2 separate regions of the Mus musculus genome follow, and region 1 is linked to region 2. The links are chromatin contacts, called in public HiChIP or PLAC-seq maps. All regions are on one chromosome and are shown on one strand. Each heading gives the region's core, a stretch centred on a gene start, on an enhancer-like site or on the middle of the called end of the contact. The rest is flanking DNA. Distances are from core to core; before and after follow the strand shown.

Region 1 (3,880 bases), core at 406-2,905, 580 kb after region 2:
CAGCTAAGCCGGGAAAAGGGAATTCACCGTAACAGCCTAAGGAGAAGCACTGTGGCTAGAGAGGGCACTCTCAGACCACAAGTGTCAAATGTGATGTCAAGCCAACTGGAGACATCCATGTTGCATAGCCCTTGAGGCCACGTGAGCTTGTCATCTATGAGATTTACAAAGGTTTCACGCCCAGGTCAGGTTCTCCTTGCTTTTTCATATCCCCTGAGCCATGTTTGTGGTAAAGGCCTACGGTTAAGACAGTTTGGAGAAGCTTTTTATGAGCTGCACCCTCCGCAGCAAAGAAAACCAAATGAGCAAATTCTAAGACACTGCCACTGGAGTCAACGTTGGCCACTGGTACGCTTCAGTACCTCAGGCGACAAGCCCATTCTTGCCAGTGTCTTCCCCAGCTGGCAGAATGTGTATAACCCTCACAAGAGCAGAGACAATGTGAATTTTCAGAGGCTGGGGGGAAAAATGGTTATTTAGAAGGAGTGTATCTATTTCAAACAGTACCAAGAAAAATTCCAATGAGATGACACAGTCTTGCAGTTATCTCTGCCAAATAGTTCAAAGAACAGCTCAAGGAAAAGAAAAGGTGTTTCCCAACTCCTACACCATTATCAAGTCTGAAGGCAGCAAAGGCCTCGGCCTCCCAGTTTCTCTTTTCTTTTTGTTTTGTTCTGTTTTGAGATAAGAGTCTTTCTCACTAGGCAGCCCAAACCTGCCTCAAACTATGAATTCTCCTGCCTCAGACTTCTGAGGGCTAGGATCACAGGTATGTACCACCGTACTTAGCCTTATTTAATGAATGTTAGTGTTTATTTTTCAAAAAAAAAAAAAAAAAAAAAAAAAGGTTTCATATCTTTCCCAAACTAAAATAAGTGCCTTTGATCTTAGGGGGGGCGGGGCTCCTCCGGGTCACAAACACAAGCCCATGCACCCATGTCTCCTGCCTACTCCCTGAGGCTACTAAAGCCTTGCAAGAAAAGATGCTGAAGATCACTGTTTGCTGGGCTGCAGAACCTGCCCACCTTAACCCCCAAAGAAATTTCCAGCTTCACAGGCAAAGTACTCACCTAGCCTGTGGCAGGGTTCACACACGCACACACACACACACACACACACACACACACACACGGTTTTTTTTTTATTTTTTATTTTAAATCCCATTTCATTATTTTGCTATTTTTACAATAACTTAAAGGATGATATTTGAGGAAAGGCTACTTATAAAAGGAGTAGTCTCCTCAAAATAACATATAAAATTGGCCTGAAGTTTTGTTTCTTCCTCTAGCTCTGAAAATGAGCATCAGTAATATAAGAAAATAAAACTACTTAGGTAATAGCATCAGATAAAAAATTCTAAAATTTTCCACTCCCTTTTGTATTATGCATTCATCTGAGGACAGAAATAACAGGATGGTAAGAATTTCCCCCTTGCTCTCTCTGCAGTCCTGCTAGGCTCTATGTAAACCAGGGCCCAGGACTGCCACTCCAGGTGATGCCCTGGTCACATGCCTGAGCCCTGCTCACATGCCTGAGCCCTGCTGGGCAGGTGAACAGGAGTTTACATGTAAATCAGGAAACCTCTGAAGCAGAGCAAGCGAGGGGAAGCTGACTCATGGTGCCTAAGCCTGAGGTAACAAGAATGGTTAATGACTCCATGACTAAGCCTTCCTTTTGCAGGGCCGAGATAGAGACCAAGAGGCCCAGAAGCCTCCCTGTAAGAGATGTCCATTCTCACTTCGTGTCTAAATTCTGTTTAACTACAAAGGGTCACAATCTAGTGGTAGGAAGGACAGAGTTAATGATAGTCTTCTATCAGCATCTCCTACACAAAATATGGTTAGTCGGAAAGTGACCATCTCACAGCGCATGCATGAGCATAGATCAACGGACTGCAAAGGAGCTGAAGCCGGGCCTGGCCCACTAGCCTGGCGCAAGGGACTCTAGACTTACAGACCCAACTGAGCTTTTCATTCACCTCCCACAAAGAGTGTGGAGGTAGAAACTGTTTGGATTTATTTCTTTATTTTTAGAAAAAAAAATATTTTCGCTTCTCTCTAAAGACCAGTGACTGTAAATATAAAATTATATGTATCCAAAAACGTTAATTTTATTTTGTTTGTTTTCCGAGACAGGGTTTCTCTGTATAGCCCTGGATGTCCTGGAACTCACTCTGTAGACCAGGCTGGCCTCGAACTCAGAAATCCGCCTGCCTCTGCCTCCTGAGTGCTGGGATTAAAGGCGTGCGCCACCACTGCCTGGCGAAAACCTTACTTTAAAATACTTTTTTTACAATGGTTGATCTGCATGTGCAGGAAATTTTACCTAAAATCTGAAGCTACATCCTCAAGGGTTCTTTATAATTTCCACAATAACGACTAACTTCTTCAGCCAGAGGAATTGTTATGAGCAACAACCTACAAATAGAGTTAGGGCCAAACTAACATTTCATTTCTCATCCAACTAATGGGGGGGGGGCGCTAATATTTCAGGCTTCGTGTACAAACCCCAAATATACAGCCAGGGTGGTGCTCCATGCCGTCAAGCCCAGCCCTCAGGAGGCACGTGCAGGCAGACAGATTTGTGACTTGGAGGCCAGCCCTATTTACATAGAAAGTTCCAGGCCACGAATTTAATGGGGGCGCGTGTGCGGGAGGAGGATTTGAAGGGATGAAGGGAGAAGGAAATGATACAATTGTAGCATAATCTCAAGAAATATACAAGTAGATTTTAGAAATTTAGCTCAGGGAGACAACCTTTAAGTAAATCCCTTGAAAGAAGTAGCCCATCTTGTTCTGAATAAGACATGCACCCTCTCTATCTTTTCCAAACAATGGCAGGTACCTCAGGCATGAGAGCCATTCTCAAAGGACCTGATGAAGCAGGGGCCAGAGCATAAAACTAGAGGAAGGTGAATTGGGGCTACGAGGGGGTTGGGCAGGTGACTGTATGGTTAAGAGCATTAGCTGCTGTTCTTGCAGAGGACCCTGGTTAGGTTCCCAACACCTACATGGTTGCTCACAATTCCCTATAACTACAGTTTCCGCAGATATGGCATCCTCCTGTGGACTTCACAGACACCTTCTTCACTCATGCAATCTATATAAACTCACATAGCACACGCACACACATACTTGCCCACTGCAGTTGATGAGAGGGAAGGCTTGAAGGTACTATTCTAAAAACGGACAACTTGAGCACTTATTTTATAACTTTTACATATTTACTTGCGTACTTACTTGCTTTTACAGTGATAATAAGGTCCCTCTGCACTGCTGAGCTCCAACCCCTTTCTAGCATAGTTCTGAGTCTAAGGAAACAGTCAGAAGAGACTCCACAAACAAGGAAATGAGAGCTTGCTGGTTACCTAATCTCATTCAGTGGCACAGCCATGATTCAAACCAGAATGTTTAACTACAAAACTCATGAGCACTGCCTGACTGGTCTCTGCTGATGACGCTGGCCAAGTATCCGACCTGTCTATCCACACTATGCCCACACCACCATTAGGTCCAGATTCCTGCATTTGAAGCAGCGAATGGAAACTGTAACTGGCAGCCATAGAAACCACTGAAGAGAAGGAAGAGGCCACTTTTCTCTCAAAAAAACAGAAGAAACTACCAAAGGAAGCAACCTGAGTACTCGCCAACAGACCAGCAGACGAACGCATTAACAATAGTCATCTTAGAACATCAGTTAGCCACACAGCGAATGAGGTGCCGTTGCTGCGTGCTACACTGAAAACAGTATACCAAGCAAAAAACAACCTGTCGTCAAAGTCCACGATGACATGCCTCCCTTTACACAAGGTGGCCAGAATAAGCAAATGGAGAGAAACATAATACACACTAGTGATTGTTTAAAGCTAAGAAGGATAAGC
Region 2 (3,565 bases), core at 95-2,594:
AAAGTCGTACTTCATTGTTCTCAAAATGATTAAATTTCTTGGTTTTTTCCTACTCTGCTCACAATATCACCTATAAAAACAGGTTAAATTTGTGTAAATCTTTAGAGCCTGTGGCTTGTGGTCACATATGATATCCCATTTCTCTCTATTCCCCAATTACCTAAAGTAAAGGAAGAGAGCTACTGGCTTGAAGAGAGCCATGGCTTGAATACTGATGATGTGTCAAGCAGTCAAGAACTTTACAAAGATAAGTTTGGCCAGTTCTCATGACATAATGGGATTGATATCATTAATTCCATTTTAGAGATGACAAAGCTCACAGAGAATGTACCATCCCACTCAAAACCATACTTGAAAATCCAATGACCTTGTCATATGGTATACATAAACCACACACACACATGCACACACACACACACACACACACACACACACACACACACACACACACACACACTACTGGATAAATGCATAATTCTTGTTACCATATATATTTGTATATGATAAATATATGTGATATAAATTTTATATGTATATCTGTATTTATTTGAAAGTTTTACTGCAAACCTTTTATAAATATCTGTATTTGTTTATTTAGAAAACCTTAGAGGACTTGATGACATTTGACCACTTAATACCAGATGGTCTGCTTAGGAATAAGAGGTGGAAAATAAGGCGTCCTTGGACATGTGACATTGTAATCATCTTTAGTTTGTGAATTCAAAGCTGAGCCTCCATGAGACTCACTTTTCATAATGACAATCATAATAGTTAGATGATATGGCAGTAATATATTTAATACTATTATTAAATAAAGCCTTTGGACTGCAGATGTGACTCAGAGGTTAAAGGAACAGGCTGCTCTTGCAGAGAACTTGGGTTCAATACCCAGCACCCACATGAAGACTCACATTCTTTTGGTCTCTTTGGAAGACACATACACACATTCAGGAAACCATACACAACCTTTTAAATTAAATTAAAAACTTGAGGTACCAACTTCATACAGCTAGACAATTCAAGTCACTGTCCACTTTATATTGCACAGCTGTGGAATACTGAGTTTCTCTTCTAAGTGTGTGTTTGTTTTGTATGACTCATATAGTTGGTATCTTTACTGCTCAGAAACTTCCTGCCCAGTGTTTGCAATGTTGCTTAGAAGGGTCTCATTCAAGAAGATGTTCTTATTGGGAGCTTTTTCTAATGCAGGGTGGGCAGAGTGTTGTGTATTTTGTTAACTTTCAATCAATCTCTGCAGCCCCTAAAAGACTTGGCATCACCAAGATACATTATGTTTAAAACTTGGGTCAAAGGAGGGTGAAGAGCAGCAGTTCAGAATTCTCTAGGTGCAGGATGGCATGGCCAAGATGGTCTCTCCCAGGACAGGCACTTATTTTGGATGTATAATTTGGTGTCTTTAAACAAAGTAAGCAGCTAGTGATTTTTTTAAGCCTACTACATATAAATTGGCAAAATGTACTTCTCAAAAATGAAATAGCCACCAATAATGCATAAGTCTCAATCATAACCACAGTGTCTGTTTATAACACAAGTGGAACTGCACCTGCAGTCTCAGCTCAGCTCTGTAACAGAACACCTTGTATGGCCTTTCTTTATTTTCTTCTCCCATCCTCAGGTATCTAAATAGATCCTGGTGTAACATTTTGCCTTCTTCCCACTGGTGGATATATTCAGCCATGCCCTTCCCACTTCTCACCAAATCCCATCCCAATTCCTAACTGTCAGTTTCCAATATTTAGAAACAAACTTTAAATGAAACCTCCAGTGGCCATACCTATAATGATCACATAACAATTTACTTTGAGACAATACAGAGTCACCATACTTTTCTAAGAACAAGAGAAGGTAACACAAACCAAGGTACAAAACTTCCACCCAACAAAGGCAACCAGCACCTAGAATTATAATATTCTCAAACCCAGATCCCTGGAGGCCAGTATAAATACAGAATCAATAATGGTCAAGACAATATGTCTTTTCTAGAGAACATCAACTTTACCCCAGTAGGCCCTGAGTATTACAACATAGCTGAAGCACAAGACAAAGATATTTATTAATATGTAGAGGGTTTTGAAGAAGAAATTAATTAATTCTGTAAAAAAAAAGCTATTAAAACACAAAGAATAGAAGGAAATGAATAAACAGTTCAAGAATTGAAAGTGGAAATAGAAACAATAAAGAAAACTCAAACTGAGAGAATCTAGAAAATAAACATTTAGGAACTTGAACAAAAACCTCTGAAGCAAGCTCAGCAACAGAATACAAGAGATGGAAGAGAGACTCTCAGGCATTAAAGACATGACATAAAAAATGGGGACCTCAGTCAAAGAAAAATATTAAATCTAAGGAACCTTGGGCACAAAAAATTCAGGAAATCTGGGACACCATGAAAAGACCAAATCTAAGGATAATAGGACTATGGGAAGGAGAAAAAAATCCAGGTCAAAGACACAGAAAATATTTTCAGCAAAATCATAGATAAAAGTTTTTCTAACCTAAAGGAGAAGCCTATCAAGTTTCAAGAAGCTTACAGAACACCAAATAGACAGGACCAGAAAATAAAGTCTCCCTGGCATATAATAATGAAGCAGCAAATGTACAGAACAAAAATATAATATTAAAAGCTACAAGGTGATAAGACCAAGTAACATATAAGGCAGACCTATTAGAATGATACCGGTCTTCTCAATGGAAACTTTTAAATGAAGAATGGTCTAGACAACTATTCTATAGATTCCAAGGAACCACATATGCCAGTCCTGACTCCTAGACCCAGTAAACAATCAGAGTATATGGAGAAATAAAGTATTACATGCTAAAACTAAAGCACCATCAATCTACAACCTCAGTCCTACAGAAGGCTCTAGAAAGAAAAATTCCAATCTAAAGAGATTACACTCAAGACTATACAAGGATCTCCTAAGTTCTGCTGAGTCCCGGAACCAATATGTCGACCACTGCTGCTGAGGCTGAGGCTGCCTCCCAAAGCAATCTACAGATTCAATGCAATCCCCATCAAAATTCCAACCCAATTCTTCAACGAATTAGAAGGAGCAATTTGCAAATTCATCTGGAATAACAAAAAACCTAGGATAGCAAAAACTCTTCTCAAGGATAAAAGAACCTCTGGTGGAATCACCATGCCTGACCTAAAGCTTTACTAAAGAGCAATTGTGATAAAAACGGCATGGTACTGGTATAGAGACAGACAAGTAGACCAATGGAATAGAATTGAAGACCCAGAAATGAACCCACACACCTATGGTCACTTGATCTTCGACAAGGGAGCTAAAACCATCCAGTGGAAGAAAGACAGCATTTTCAACAATTGGTGCTGGAACAACTGGTTGTTATCATGTAGAAGAATGCAAATCGATCCATACTTATCTCCTTGTACTAAGGTCAAATCTAAGTGGATCAAGGAACTTCACTTAAAACCAGAGACACTTAAACTTATAGAGGAGAAAGTGGGGAAAAGCCTTGAAGATATGGGAACAGGGGAAAAATTCCTGAACAGAACAGCAATGGCTTGTGCTGTAAGATC

The links. HiChIP or PLAC-seq counts read pairs in DNA pulled down with a chosen protein or histone mark.
Region 1: a FOXA1 HiChIP or PLAC-seq map of pancreatic cancer cells shows a contact between it and region 2. The contact joins two enhancer-like sites.

The regions. Positions count from the first base shown.
Region 1 is chr3:57,554,191-57,558,070 of GRCm38.p6, forward strand. All of the region lies in intron 2 of Wwtr1 (WW domain containing transcription regulator 1), which reads right to left. Among named protein-coding and RNA genes, the nearest start is that of Wwtr1, 20 kb to the right of the region's middle. Within about 2 kb of position 1,656, at least 82 of the 459 cell types and tissues checked have an H3K27ac peak or open chromatin away from gene starts, as enhancers often do. A contact at or near this core is called in pancreatic cancer cells, where this site is marked.
Region 2 is chr3:56,971,952-56,975,516 of GRCm38.p6, forward strand. No RefSeq gene overlaps it. Among named protein-coding and RNA genes, the nearest start is that of Gm22269, 80 kb to the right of the region's middle. Within about 2 kb of position 1,345, at least 11 of the 459 cell types and tissues checked have an H3K27ac peak or open chromatin away from gene starts, as enhancers often do. A contact at or near this core is called in pancreatic cancer cells, where this site is marked.